Regions from separate parts of the Gasterosteus aculeatus genome. Here region 2 is linked to region 1. The links are chromatin contacts, called in public Hi-C maps. All regions are on one chromosome and are shown on one strand. Each heading gives the region's core, a stretch centred on a gene start, on an enhancer-like site or on the middle of the called end of the contact. The rest is flanking DNA. Distances are from core to core; before and after follow the strand shown. Region 1 overlaps b3glctb (beta 3-glucosyltransferase b). Region 2 holds the start of fryb (furry homolog b (Drosophila)).

Region 1 (7,580 bases), core at 2,912-5,411:
CTCTGGTCTCCGTACAAAACTCTGGAACTGCGGTGAGCTTTGGACCATTTCCATCCTCCCAAATGTACAAAGCAATCTCGGGAAAAAGGGACGGGCACGAAGACAAACAGTGATTGTTTTCCTTTATTTTCATTCAAAAATAACAAATGTACTCATTCTTAATCCCATTCGGAAATATAACCCCTGCATGAATAATAACATAACTGATCAAACGAAAGCTGCAGGCAAAGCTGCAGAAGCTCTTTTCAACAAAAGGCCGGCCAGCCCCTAAACGAATAGTCTATTTTATCATTGTTATAGATCGTCCCCTTAGATGACACTGATGGAGCTTAGTAGAATTCAACCAGTACAGAGTCTTTGCTAGAGTTGTGTAATCATCAGTAATTATGTGTTAATTATGGAACTCTCAGGAGCTGGAATGCATGGAGCTAAAGTAAAAAACATCTCACCAGCTCACTAGAATCTTCAATTAAATTTAAGAATTGTTTTAGTTAATTATCTGCCGTTATGTTATATTATCTGCTACTATTGTTTGTTTTTATGTCCGTATTTTGTTTATATGTTTGTGTATGTTTACGTTTGTGTGTGTATATGTGTATTCATTCTAATGGATGGTTGATGCATATCTTGAAAATCAATATTAAAAAAATGTTATTAACCAAAAAATAAGTGTAATTTTATGAGAGGCAGGACACAGATTTACAAAGCTCCTGAACATTGTTCAAAGTTACCTCGTGTTTCAAGTCGATAGTGAAATCGGACTTGGGTTGCATGTGTTGGATCCGCTCAGCGAGTCTGAAACACATGGAAGTGAGAGATGAACGGCACGATGGAAGTGGGGACTTTCCTTCCTCGTATCGGAGAATGTACATTGGACAGCCAAAGGTGTGGTTCTGAGTTGTTTGTTTTTCAGCAATTCCTTTGAATCCTTGTTTGTGTTTTCTGCATTTGAAAAGAGCACAAGCTCCAGATTTGAAGGGACCTTATTTTGGGACCTTTTACAGGCATAGACACAAATCAATGGAGCGTCTGTTTGGATGTCAGGCATAGACAAAAAAATGTGGTAGCGGATGATGTCTTTTCTTTCCACGCATTGTGGTTCGGGTCTCTAGCCTCTGTACGTGCTACTCGCTATTATTCATTTCAATTGGGTTTCTGCACCATGTATTGTAATGGTGTCTACCACCATAACACTGAAATGAATGAATGAATGAATGAAGGTTTTCCCTCAGCCATGGTCACATTGTCAAAAAAAAAAAAAAAGAGGACAGAAAGACATGAGTGACACATTCATGCATACACACCTCCGGAGCAGCAGCGAGCTGAGAGCCCAGCCTGCTGCGGGGTCAGGGTAACTAAAGGAACCGGGGTCCTCGGAGAACGCATAGTGGTGGATAATGGAGGGCTCGTTGTCATGGAGACGCTTACCCAAAAACCATTCCTTAGAGTTGGGGGGGAACAAAAAGGTAGACAGGGCACGGTGATATGAAAAGAAAGTAGCTCGTTCATTTTCCAGGCATTACAAAGTGTAATAAGTTCTCCAGTGCGGAAAACCAGATCATCTATAGGACATTTTGCAAAAACAGAACCTGTAGCCAGCGCCCGTCCAGGGTCGTGCATCTCACCTCTTGGACTTGATATCTGTTGAGGACCTGCAGCAGCTTAGCCAGCGTGATGCTGGTTTGCTCCTCTAGGAAGAAAAACCAGGATGCTGATAGGCCGTAAGTGGCGGAGAGACTGGAAAGATCCACACAAAGTCATTAACGGCATGCATACATTTCACCCCAAACGAATCATTACAGCTGAAATCATTTAAGCCATATTGAGTTTAATTTGATTATTTTGTTTACCATCTCAATATGTCTCTATAAGACTCACTTAGGAAGCAAAGGGAGGATGCTCCAATCCCGTTCAAACGTGGACAGCTCATGGAGAAGAAGAACGACTGGAGCTCCCTGCATGAAACAAAACAACTCAATTTGAAAATGTGTTTTTGTGTGCACCGGAGGGACGGGAGACCAGAGTAAAACAACAAGTAGACAACAGTCGGGTCGAACTGGCACGATGTGCATTAAAGTAAAAAGAAAGGAAGTACTCCACTTGAATTTTGAACGAGTAAAATAGCAAAACAAATAAGTAAAAACTGGGGACCGGGAGTTCTGGGAGATTTACCAGAAGTATGTATTACTATTTTTTTGTCTCAAAATCTAACGTAACACCATGATACATAGTCCACTGACATGATCATCCAAATACACCCGGACATCCTGGTGGGCATCGACTGGCGAAGCCTTTGATGGAGACCGCGGTGAGTAGCAGCCTCTGCTTGGAGGTGCAGTTTTTTTTCGGTGTAGTTCTGACAATGGTGTGCTGAAAAGTAGGGCAGGGGGAGCTCCTGTGACTCCCTCCTTCCCTGAGTGACTCACGCGCATCTCGTCCAGGCAGGTATTCTTAGCACTGACACAGTCGCGAGGATTAACGAAAGTATTGCCAAAAATAGGTGTGAAATGAACGCCAATGTTTACTTCCGTCTCGTCTCTGCAGAGATCCAGCCCCTCATTCAATTGCATCCATGTTCAACAGCGAAAGAGCGACCTGAAGCGACGTTAATAGTTTTTTGATTCATGACAATGACGAGACCAACGAAAGCAACGTGTCAATATTAAAAGCACTGTAAGGAAATCTAGCTAACATTCAGAGAGTTGATTGCTAATTTGCCCGCCCTCCATGACATAAATGACACTAGATGCACACGTAATAGTCACAAAGTATGGTCACATTGTGTCCCAGCAGACATGCCTCACATTGAAAGTTCACATGCGCCCCCCCCCTTCTCAAGTCCACTTCGGATTGTGAGGGAGCAAAATGGGGGTTTTTACCAGCTGCTGTAAGTGCGGCGGTAAGAGGTGGGCGAAAAGAGCTGAGAAGCGACTCTGTAATGAGGTTGGATGATGAGGCTGTAAAATACGCTGCATTGACAATGATCTCTTGGATTAAACGCCTGCACTTACGGCGAGTAACACAAGGGCCGTGTGACAAGCCTGTAAAAAGAAAACGGTTTATCTCTCCCTTTAAATCCAATACCGGGAAAAGATGCGGCTGTGAATCTGTGTAAACAAGGCAGTAAAACTGAGACGCATCATGACTGATATCCACGACGAGCTGTGTGTCAAAATACTCCTTCAGTGTCAACAAATAAAAGAAGAGTCAGACAAGGAGTTGTCAACATGTCATAAGTGACCTTTAATCCCCGTCCCGGGTAAAAAAACTAAAAATGTTTAAATGCAAGACGCACAACCTGCCCTCATTCAAAACATCGTGCTAGTCGAGTAGCATCTCTCTGGTATAGACATCCAACCCACAGAAAGCTTTCACACACACACACACACGCGCCTGTCAGCGCGCAGAGATGATTGTACCAACCTCAACATACCGTCATTAATCACTAAATTTTTCTCTTTTCAGCAGTAACAGTTTTCACAGCGTGCAGTCGGATTTTACTTAATCAATTTCCCCACACAGATAGTCCCTCATTCAGTTTTGAGGCAAATGAGTTGGCTTCATTATTCTGAAGCCATAACACGACAAATGAAACGTTGTTGTCAACACTCTGAATGGAACATTAGGCCAACAGAAGATCACCTAGCGTATTAGATGTGGTTCCTTTTGGATATAGCAGTAGAAATAGTGGGGGTTCTGAACGACCCCCTTTACAAAATTACGATGGCCGTATAGATGGCGGAGGTAGAACCGTTGCTGCGGTCCAGTTACAGAGAGTGACAGGGAATGACTATAAGAGGCTGGGAGTGGGTCAAATTTAAGCTGACTACAGCAAAGATGGGGGGTGGGGTACATATGTGTATTTCATATAGTTTATGAATCCTCTTCACAGCTTCATGTCTGATTTTCTGGATTGAAAATGAGTTTTGAGGGATAATACAAGATTATTTCACAATATACCCATAATTCAAAGGAGAATCAGCAATTCTGGGTGTCTACTCTCAGGACCATATGCCTGTCCTCTCATTGCACTCGGGTCCATAACAAATTCGTTTTTCCAGCTACTCTTCAGGCACAAATGTGTAAATAATAGTAGCATGAGAGCAGAGGGCCTCATTTCCTCTCAGCTTATTGAGGGGAGCTCTGAGACAAGGAGGACACCTAATGGTGCCGATGTAACGTTGCAGCAGTGCAAAAGTACCACATTCAAAATGAAACTCCCTACAGCGTTATTGTTCCTTTATTGCCAGCAAACCACATTTCATGCACATAATAGAGATATTAATTGTGCACAATTCTTGGACTGCTGTTAAACCCACTTGATGTGTTGAAGTAACTGAAATAAAGCCTCCGTATTAAACTATAGCTGCTCCTGTGTTTTCCCCTACGAGATTACAAATTAATTTAAAATCAAATGCAGATTAGATTAGACCGCTTTGTAATCCATCATCCATCATCCTTGAAGGAAATGCCAGTATGGATAAATGATAAATGAATGGACGCTGAATAAAACAGTATTATTGGATTTCATTGAGTTCCTTTAACCGCTCTGACTTTTAAAAGAAATAAATAAAAAGTACATGCATTTGATCTTGAGCCATTAGATTAAAATGGAGATTCGGCCTGCTAGTTACCCGTTGCCATGGTGAATCATGGATCGGGGCCGTATTGATAAATGTTCTTTGAACACAAAGACTTTACTTGGAGTGAACAAAGCTGAGCAGCTTTTCTGGAACTAAAACCCCAGAGTTTCCCATTTCACAGTCAGTGAACTCAGAGGTCACGGTTAGAGGTCAGAGTTACTTAGAGCTGCTTTCTGAAACAGGGCCAAGAACGGAGATATAAAGCTCGGCGACGGAGCTAATCCGGTGTCTGCCAGATGTTACCTGCCCAAGCTCAGCGGCCCGCTGAAGTATCTCCACCTTCCTCTCACCAGCTCGGCGTGCGTGGAAGGAGTTCCTCTGGCTCTGGATCACTAACACCACGTCCGACAATCCTGCAAAAAGACAGAAATGGTAGATGGACGACAAATGAGGAAACCCAGAGAGACGTGACAATTAAAGAAAACAGGGCATTTGGGAAAATACTCTTATTCGTCTTCCTGCCAAGTAAACTTCACAGCGATGACGAAGATGAAGAGTACACAGTTTGTGCTTTTAGTAGTCTGCAACAAATAATCACGTGCATTCCTTGATCGGTTTCTCACAGACAGAATGTCAGACCATCCGCCGCCAAAAAAAATCCCTCACTCACCAATAGAGGCGTGTGATGCGTCCTCCTGGCGCTGTGCGGCCTGCGGTGGGGTCCAGAGGGAGACTCGTTAGCTCTCACACACACACACACACACACACACACACACACACACACACACACACACACTGCAGCGCCTCATGACGAAGCACAAGCACGGCGGCGATCTGGGGCACTCACATGGGCACGGCCTGTAGGTCCTTCTTCTGCGGAGGCACCTTGAGGCAGCAAGAATGATGAATTACATCATCAAATGTATGAATTAGTGACGCAAATGACCGATTCATCTCGGAGTGGATTAGACGATCCGTCAGAGGGGAATCAATTTACAACAGAAGTCGTACTTAAAGCAAGAAGAATGAATGTGTTCTTTTGAGCTCAGGCGCTTTCCAGGCACTCAAATATAAATAAAAAAACAAATAGACGCATAAAACCAACAAGGTGAATGATTGGCCCGGTAGTAAGCAAATATAAGTCAGTATTCTCTTGACGTAAAGCATACGATAAACGACTGAATATTAATGCATAAAAAGGCACCGCTTCAATAAAAAAAGAATCAATAAACGATGCCAACTTTCAACATCTTGACGCGTCTTTTAGAACGTGACATGTGATGGTGCAAGCAGGAAGCCAGCAGTAGCAGGTTCAAAGGTTGCTGTAGACTTCTTGTATCACTGTCAAGGATATCAAAGAGAGACTTTAAAGCCACGACACCTTAAAGCAGACTTTGAAATCACAGCTAGAGCTACTCATCAGTGTGTTGGTTTGTGATGGTAAACATATGCGCTGGTATCTGCACTGCCGCTCACACATCTGGCTGGTTTGATGTATTCTCTTTGTATGCAGTAAGTACTGTATGTGTACCACCAAAGGGGCAAAACAAACCATCAGCGGTCTATGAATGAGTGGAACTAATGGAGCTATAAGAGAAAAGAAAATGAATAACATTAAGAATTATATTTCTTTAGGGATACCTACCGTTGTATTGCATATCTGGTTATATCGATACTATTGAAACATTTCCATCCGAATCAGTTAAAATGTCTATTTCATGAATATTACAGGAAATGCACAGGCGTAACTAGCATCATGAATAAATGACATCCCACCATTTGAGCCATTGAATTGTTTAGAATTCACGTCACATCACATCTTTTCATATAAAAGACAAAAAGGGGTCTCCATCAACAAAATTAAGGTCTATGACAACACCAATGATATGATATGTGTTTGTCAAAACATTGTATTATAAATCCCAGACTAAAACAAATTAGTGTTTCCAGTTTCTATTTCAAACTCCCTGCACGTCCACGTCACGCCCCTACGGCGGTTTTCAATTAGTTTTTCCTGATTAGACCTCCTCTCAGGACTCCGGTGGCCTTCACACACTGTGTTTGATGGACATTTCCCATCAGCCTCCCATCAGCCCCATCACATTTCTTTGCTCATGTTAGCTCAGGGTGACGTATTAAATACCCTTTGTAAATCTGAGCACAGACCTCGTTCGCCACCGTGAGACATTTTTAAATGATTGCTGGCTGATATTAATAGTCCACTATTATAGGGATGTAAATTACCTCTCCGTTGCATTTATAATTCATTCAAAGGAAATGGTGACTATAATTCCCCGGGGTTACAGACAAATTATGTGCTCATGGAGCGGACACCAACTCTCCCCAGAGATTTATGAGTTTTATGTAAACTGAAGCCAGGAATGCAATCCAAAACCGGGTATTAAATCGGTGCCAAAGTAAATATAGATCACAGCAACGACTGACACCAACAATGTCTGTGTTCTTCGTTCTTTATGAACTTTGCTCAGGAATGTTATTTATTTTATTGATATTTTAGTGTTCAGGACTTTATATTGTGACATTTTACTGTTGGAAAAAAAAACAATATGTCACATCTAAATTGTAATTTATCCTAATTCTCTTCCGATTCGTTTTTTAAATCCTTTTTTGTTAAACACTTTATTATTCATCAGCCATGACTAATGATTAGGGTGGATCCTAAAGACACTCATCCACACCTTTAAGCCATAGTAGGTGTCTTACACTTGCGGACCATGCAGCGGTTGCAACCTGCCCCCAAAACTCACTTTCTGTGCATTCAAACGGCCTCTTCTTTACAAACCCCATCGCATCGTCTGCATGTCGCGGGGCACCAACTTATTTACCGTTAAACTATCGTCCGTTTTGAATTTCAAAATAAAGCACAAAATACTCAATTTTTTGTAATAAACCAAAGACCTGTCACTTAAAAATAACTCAATTGATAGCTTTGGGGGTAAATAAGTATATTTTTAAAAAACAGAATGCACTTAATGT
Region 2 (7,402 bases), core at 4,197-6,696, 62 kb before region 1:
CCGGTCCCGATCACCGTCTTCTTTATACTTTTTCTCTCTCTCTGTCTGTCTCTCTCACTCTCTCTCTCTCTGGGGTTTTCCAGCCACCTCCCTCCTGTCACTCAGCAACCACGGAGCGGCTTCTTTCTGGGCTCGCTCAAAGTGAAGAAGTGTAGCACGGCATGCTTGTGCTTGATTCAAACAGCCAACACATGGACAGGTGGGCGGTGGCGTCTCTGCTCTCACTGGTCGAGGCTGTTTAGCCAGTTACAGTAAGCTCAATGTGTTAATGGTGTAGGATTACAGGGGGCAGACACACCCCTTTACGGAAGGTGGGGAGGTGGAGGGGGGGAGGGCAAAGCCAAAAACAAAGAATCCTGAACGCAGTGTTCTGTTAAAAGTCTCGATTAGCAGATGTATTTCAAAAACATATTTAAGCGGCCACATATTTAAATACTCATCTGTTTTACAAAGGTTGAAGACACACATACACGCAAAGTTAAACCGTAGAAGTTTTTCTTTATGACAAATAAACACTTCAAAAGCCAAATGACCTCATTGTGGCTTATCTACACAAACCATCTTAGAGGAAGTACGCCGCTGTGTTTTGGTCTGGCCGCCCCTAATTACATGTGGTCCTGTAATGCTGCCCAATATTCCCTCTCAAGAACACATGCACCTTCTGCCTCCACACTTCTTTTTCCCCAAAAAGGGAAGAGAAAGCCTTTTAACACTCACTGGAGGCACTGAGCCGGTCATAAGGTGAATAAAGGTGAATAAAGTCAAACAATCGTCACAATTGTGTTCATCCCGAATCGTACGCTCTCTTTCTCTGCAGGTAGGCTAGTTAGTATCTCTCAAGAGACACCTACCCTGAGGGGACTTCCTGCTGTTTATGACACTATTGTCATGACATCATCGCCTTGCCCCAAAGCTTGTATGTGTGTGTGTGTGTGTGTGTGTGTGTGTGTGTGTGTGTGTGTGTGTGTGTGTGTGAGAGAGAGTGAGGATTGGAAAAAAACAAATCTTTCCACCACCACGCACGTTTGAATAAACACAACGAATGAGCGACGGTGTAGATTATCTTAGAAAACATCTGTCTTAAAACTGTTCTCCGTATTTTTTGGAAAACAAGTTGATGCACATAAAACTTTTTGTTATTTAAATGGCAGATAACTTCCTCCTATCTTTATTAAAATATACCTTTTTAAGTGAGATTTCTTCAGGGACATTTTTAACAACTTCTCCGGCATCCACCTGGCCCGGGTATAGTTAAAGGATGGCCAACGAGCTCGAGGGCTGGGGGGGGGGGACAATGTGCCAAAGTCAGTTGGAGAGGCGGGCCGTCCCTCGAGGAAGTCACACAGCAAGTATTGAGGCAGACGCACTCGCTCTTACCCACAAACAGGAGGTTGCTTCTTTTTGTTTTCTTCCTTTCATTAACTGACAACCCCTGCGACCGACCGGTGAAAGAAAAACACAAAGGTTACCCAATCAACTTCAGGAATGTGTTGGCAAACATGAAGCAGGCCGCTGGGAGGAAGGAGGGGGTGATGACGGTAGAGACACGAGACAGAAGCAACGGCCATTCGTCGCTCGTTTGATACACAAGGTGCATTGATGACAAACAACACATATCATAATCTGTCCAACACAATAAGGTGAATAAAAAATATTATTTTGTATACCCCCAAAAATTCCCGCAAGGTCAATTCTCACACCACTCATAATCATAAAGATTCAATTTCTAAAGTAAGTATGTCGATGTTGCACATAAATCAGCCTGAACTTGAGTTAGGAGATGCCTTTTAGTAGCTGTACAGACATGCTCTGGGTGGCTGGGACAACAAACACACCCAAACAGACACACACACACACACACACACCACGGGCTAAGAATCTGGATGAACAGCAAAAGTGTCTTAATAACTATAATTTGTCCGCTGCCGCAGCGCCCAATCCCTTCACATACTCCTTTCTTTGTCTATGCCCTTTTACTCAGTACTTCATCCAAACCCAGACTGTCCCTCACATCCTCACAGTTTTATCATATCTGATGGTCTCCGTGTTTTTGTCTGTGGAGACGGAACGAGGAAGAGGTTGACTTGACAAAGACACAGCAGTGCCAATCGGACAGAAATATGAAACCATTACCTCGTTCTCGCAGGAATGTTTTAAGTCAAAAAGCAGGCCGCGAGAGATGTGCTTTTGATTCACTTGATATTAAGCCTTAGTTTGTGTTTAAAATTACCTGTTAATAAATCTAAGAAGTTCCCAACTGTGTTTACGGTTTACATCTGGGTTACAAGATGAGCCAGTAAGCATTCTCCAAAAAGCGTGTCCTAAATCAGTGCCACATCTGACCACTTTATAAAGCCTGTGACGAGAGTATTAGCTGCTAACGCATTTATGTTGAGCAAGCTTTTATTCAGGTATTTGTGTAGTAGGAGCTGCAGTTGGCAGGAGCACAGAAATGTGCGTCTCACTCCCCATCTCGCTCACAAACGCCCCCACAGAGCCTACTTTTAATGGGAGATATTGATAGCATATAAGTAACAAGTGTTTTTAAAATTCTGAATATTATCTGCGCACTATCAACTGACAAGTGCGCTCAGGGTTCCCACAACTAGAAAGTTATACTTTCACTTTTGCGCTGGTTGTTTGGAAACTGATTTTGCAACTTTCCTCTTGACAGGTGTTGAGCCTGAGGCTGCTGGTTGTTAGCTGCTATCAGGGCAGTTGTGGGCTTTCATTTTCACTTGAAGCTCTGAACCAACTGATGAAGACCGTAGACCTCTTGGAACCGAGCTTGGGCATAAGGTCATAAAGATAATCTAAACTAAAATTAACTGAACATATTTTGGGTATTTCACAGGTGTCGTCTCATGGAATGAAATGTACCAAGTACCACAAGTTGTAGCCGAGTACAACTGCTAACTATCATCATAGTCATAGTCAGGCCCACATCGGCTCTACTATGGTGCCCCCTTTAGTTCATTAGATGTATAATAATTCAGCTCATGCAACTCGTCACATTTGTGCAGTCCCACGTTAAATTATTCATTAAATGATTCATTCACCTATATTAGCCCATGATAAGTCCACATGCAAACACTATGCCCTGCAGCCTGTGGATATTGATATACAAAAAGGCGAAGGGGCTCTACATATAGAGAGAGAGTGATATGTGAAGAAGATCTCTGGGGTCTGTAATTTGCAGATTAATGCTTCCACTAACAGCCTCAGTGCCGTCAAAGCTAATATCAGTAAAACAACATTCCCCGACTAATTATGGGAAGTCCTAAAATCACATCCTAAATCAAACACCCCAAGACACACAAGTCAAATTAATTCATTCTCAACCAGACGTCTAGATAGTTACGTCAACACATGACTCAACCAGGCTCATCTGATTATTGATTACCTATTATTATCTGATAAGAGCTATTCTATTAGCAAAATTGTGGAAATGAGTTTGACAATAAAATAAAGCCCCTATCGCTTCTCCAAAAGCACCCGAGACAAAGCCAGAAAGGGAGTGTGGTGCCGAGGAATGCCAGTGTGCACCGACGTCTCTGTTTATGCGTGGACCGGGTTATGCAAGCCAGTGGGAGTGAGGTGCCGGCAGGTATCTATGGGAACCAAAGAGAGTTCATCCTCTGAGACCATGCTTCAGTGGGCAGCGAGGGTGGACTAACACAGTTTCTGTTCGGTTTCTTGCTCGTAGTTCACAGGGTTTACAACCGTGGACAACAAGACTGTCACTGCTGCAACCGCACTGTACCATCATGATTTAACTTCCAAAACAGGGTGTCATATCAAATATGACATTTGAGTATGGAAATGAATCTAGTGATTTGTGTCAACGTGGTCTCTGAAAGAGGAAAGAATCCATCGGTAAATCTAATATTTTTTCAATCATTTTCCTAACTATTTGTTTTATATGAATATTGTGATTAGAAAAGATGACTACATCTAAGTCAATGGAGAATCCTCACATTCTCTGAAACCCTTTATGTGGCTCCCCTGAATTCTTGCTTCACTGCTTAAAACAACCAGAGACAACTTCACGATAACACATCAAGGGAGTACGTCAACTGGAAGATGGGGGCAAAAAATAGAGAACCCCATATGGGAGTGAGGGGAAGCGCGGTGACACATGCTCTGTGAGTGTGTGTGTGTGTGTGTGTGTGTGTGTGTGTCACTCAGTCCAGACACAGAACAATGGAGCAAACTGGGTCGCCTTAACTGACCAGCAGTGCCAAACAGCTGGGGAGATGGAGAGGGAGATGACTGGGCTAGGAAGGGAGGGAGGGGGTGAATAATGAAGGAATAATTGACTTAAAATGGGGGCATGAATAGACGAAAATTAAAAAATTAAGCAAAGGAAAGAGGTGTGATAAACCATGATAATTAACTTCACTGGAAAGTCAGTGGTGTATATCTTTCCAGAGCGGCACAATATCAACCCAATAAAAAAAAATATATATATATATATGCAATTCATTTTTTTAAATATATATATATATATATATATATATATATATATATATATATATATATATTCAATATACGTGCAATACCAAGAAATTAAACAGCTCGGAATAGAGCTGTATAGAGGAGTGCACGTGAATAATACATGACGTAAAATGATGTAAATATTCACTGAAGCCTCTCCGTTAATTCAAAAAACTAGCTTTTCATTTCCACAATGAGGAGGGGGAGGAGGGGGAGAATAATGCATTGACACACCACGAGATGTCGTGTACCGTGTTTACTAAAGCCCACGGTGCGTGTGCGTTAGCCACCCCCGGCAATGGTGACACCGGCTGGGTCGTAAGCTAACGTCATAAGTCAGCACGGTGGCGCATGTTAGCATTATCTCCCACCACCGTTGCACACCAAGTGTGTCTTTTACAACCGCCGCCTCGGACCAACACGAAGACTGTTGCCCGGCTCGTCCGCCCCACGAAGCGACGCGGCTTTGTTCGCCGTGTGAGTCCTACCAAGGAAACGCGGAGGGTGTTTAATTATAGGTTGCTCACATTTAATTGCGCGTAAAGTGCCTGTCGAACACCATCACCAGCGACGCCTGTAGTTAGCTAACTCGGTACCGTTAGCCTACGAGCTAGTTCGACCCCCCGTGATAGTTAACGTTGTATCGATGTTTATGCGAGACGTTGCTCGGTTTGCCTTTGTAGTCAACACAGCACCATTAAAACAGCACCGGACACGGCTTTAAAACGACATTAAACCCAACTGTACCTTGTCTGCGTCGACTGTGGCAACTACGGGACCATATCTTGGCACTGGTTCTTTGTTTATGTGATGTAGTGGCCTGTTTTCATCAATCCGTTTCGTCTCTCTCCTCCGGTAGTCGTGCTGCCCCGGCTGACAGCACTACTGCTGGGGATGACAGGGCCCCGCCCTTAGCAACCAATTGGATGGCGAGGATCTCGAGGCGCAGACTGTGCACGTTTCCTATTGGCTGTTGGCGGTGTCCATCGACGTGTCGCTAAGGATGCAACAAGGTCCAAGGGTAGAACACCTGCCAAGGCGGGATGCTGAGCACCGCAGGTGCAGTCAAATGAAGTGATGAAGGGGCTGTAGAAAAAGAAAAAGACACGAGAACAGACGCGTTTCCCACAGGCTGCTGCACAAGAGCAAGAGACGAAATGGACCGCTTCCCTTTGACGATAGAGTGAAATCAACATGTTCTTCATAGAGTAAGTCTCCTTCTTGGTGTTATCGTGTGGGGGTTTTCTACACCACCCATGTTTCAAAAGTATTCAAATGTATCAAATCAATTAGTTAACAGAAGGTTGCTGAAAAAAAATCTGTGCATTAGGAATCTGTCGTATTGCATACATGCTCATTCTCAACCAACTATATGATAAAGTTTTGATCATGGTCATGGGAAATGCAGTTTTGAGTCATAATATAATGTAAAATGAAAGAAACTGATTTCTGTCCTCAACGGTAAATGTTACATTCAGTTTGGAGTATGAAAGCTCTACCATTTTTAAGAAGAACAGGGAAGTGGGTCAGTGCTTCATCTCTCTATTGGGTGCAGGTACTTATAATTTTAGAACAGAATTGTTCGTTTAGCGTGAGTATTGCGTGTTTTTGTTTGTGCGTGAGTGTGTGTGTGTCTGTGTGTGTGAGGGAGTGAGTGAGCAAGTGTGTGTGCATACTGGTGTCTTCTTTGTCAGCTTGTTCCATTTTTTTAGGGGGTAAATGTTTTAAGGTACTTGAGGTTTGGTCTCTTTTTTTTCTTTTATTAACCCAGTCGAAGGGCGATATCTGTGTGGATGCAAATGAACATAAAATCACCAACAAACCTCTAACAAACACGTTACATAACAAACACCAACAAGACAGACTCCAGATGTTGTACAACAAATATAAACCTGCACAGAAACAATAGTCCTTATTTCATGAGAGTAATTTTCACTCCTTGGCATACTGCTTTAGAAATCAGCACACCTATATAACGTCCTGGTTGTCTTTTACCATTATCTGGTTCTTGATTGTCCTTGAATCAAACTGTAAAAAGGCAGCAAAAACAAAAGTATATTATACAGTTTATCAGTATAAAAAGTATAAATAGAGACATAAAACGTAATTCCAGCTGATGTCGCCCAGTGACAAAAGATCCGAACCGAACAAAGTCCTGATGTACGGATTAGTGAATTGCGCAGCATGCTGTAACTGACCATTTTAATCCAGTTCAGGTCAGTCATGCAATCAGGAGGTCTAAAAGTATGACTTAATGGTAGCAAGATGCTGCAGCACATTGGCTGTGATTTAGAATTAGCACAAAGCACATAGTGTACCGCATATCTTTTGTTATGTGTCTTTGTATTTTGTGATGGACCCCCCCCTCCCCTTGTGTTGCACACTTAATTCAGTTTCAATTGAAAAGTACATGCAGATGGGTTGCAAAAAATGTCAAGTAAACAAGTCAGGGAAACAAATCACATTACACTCATTAGTCATTACATTAAAATATGAAGTATTGCAGAAATGGGCATCAGTTTACATTCATTGGGGAACAGGAAGTTGCTGCTACACGTGACTGCTGCACGACATCCACTGATTGTCGATTTGTCAAACTCACTCGCTCACCTTTTTTGGAAATTCACTTCGGTGCTTAGTACATGAAATTATAATCCTGCCTTAATTCACTAAACAAATGGCTAATACACATTTTGATACAATTCAAAATCCAGTTTAAATCATCACCGGGAAACCATTAATTAAAGGTGAAATTATTTGAAATTTGAAAGCTTTTTATTAGTAAAATGAATACTAGTGTTTAATATGATCATTCAAAAGTGCTATTTGTCTTTTAATTTGTAGATTTTTGTATGAATAAATATAATTTGTGGGATTTATTTAACATTTTTTCATGCAGCACTGT

Evidence for each region. Hi-C and Micro-C count contacts between places; a contact is called where the count stands out from the background.
Region 2: a contact with region 1 is called in a Hi-C map of skeletal muscle, with 6 times the contacts expected there. The contact joins the promoter of fryb here to the enhancer-like site in region 1. A contact is called at or near these places in 2 of 6 Hi-C or Micro-C datasets (skeletal muscle and whole body).

Annotation. Positions count from the first base shown.
Region 1 is chr7:23,424,817-23,432,396 of fGasAcu3.hap1.1, reverse strand. b3glctb (beta 3-glucosyltransferase b) reads right to left here. Exons shown (of 15, transcript XM_040182322.2): 2 at 5,431-5,468; 3 at 5,254-5,293; 4 at 4,887-4,996; 5 at 1,879-1,955; 6 at 1,626-1,737; 7 at 1,305-1,441; 8 at 732-795; 9 at 1-76. Among protein-coding and RNA genes, the nearest start is that of b3glctb, 4.2 kb to the right of the region's middle. Within about 2 kb of position 4,161, at least 2 of the 9 cell types and tissues checked have open chromatin away from gene starts, as enhancers often do.
Region 2 is chr7:23,488,562-23,495,963 of fGasAcu3.hap1.1, reverse strand. fryb (furry homolog b (Drosophila)) reads right to left here and starts at 5,446. Exons shown (of 66, transcript XM_078106551.1): 1 at 5,245-5,446.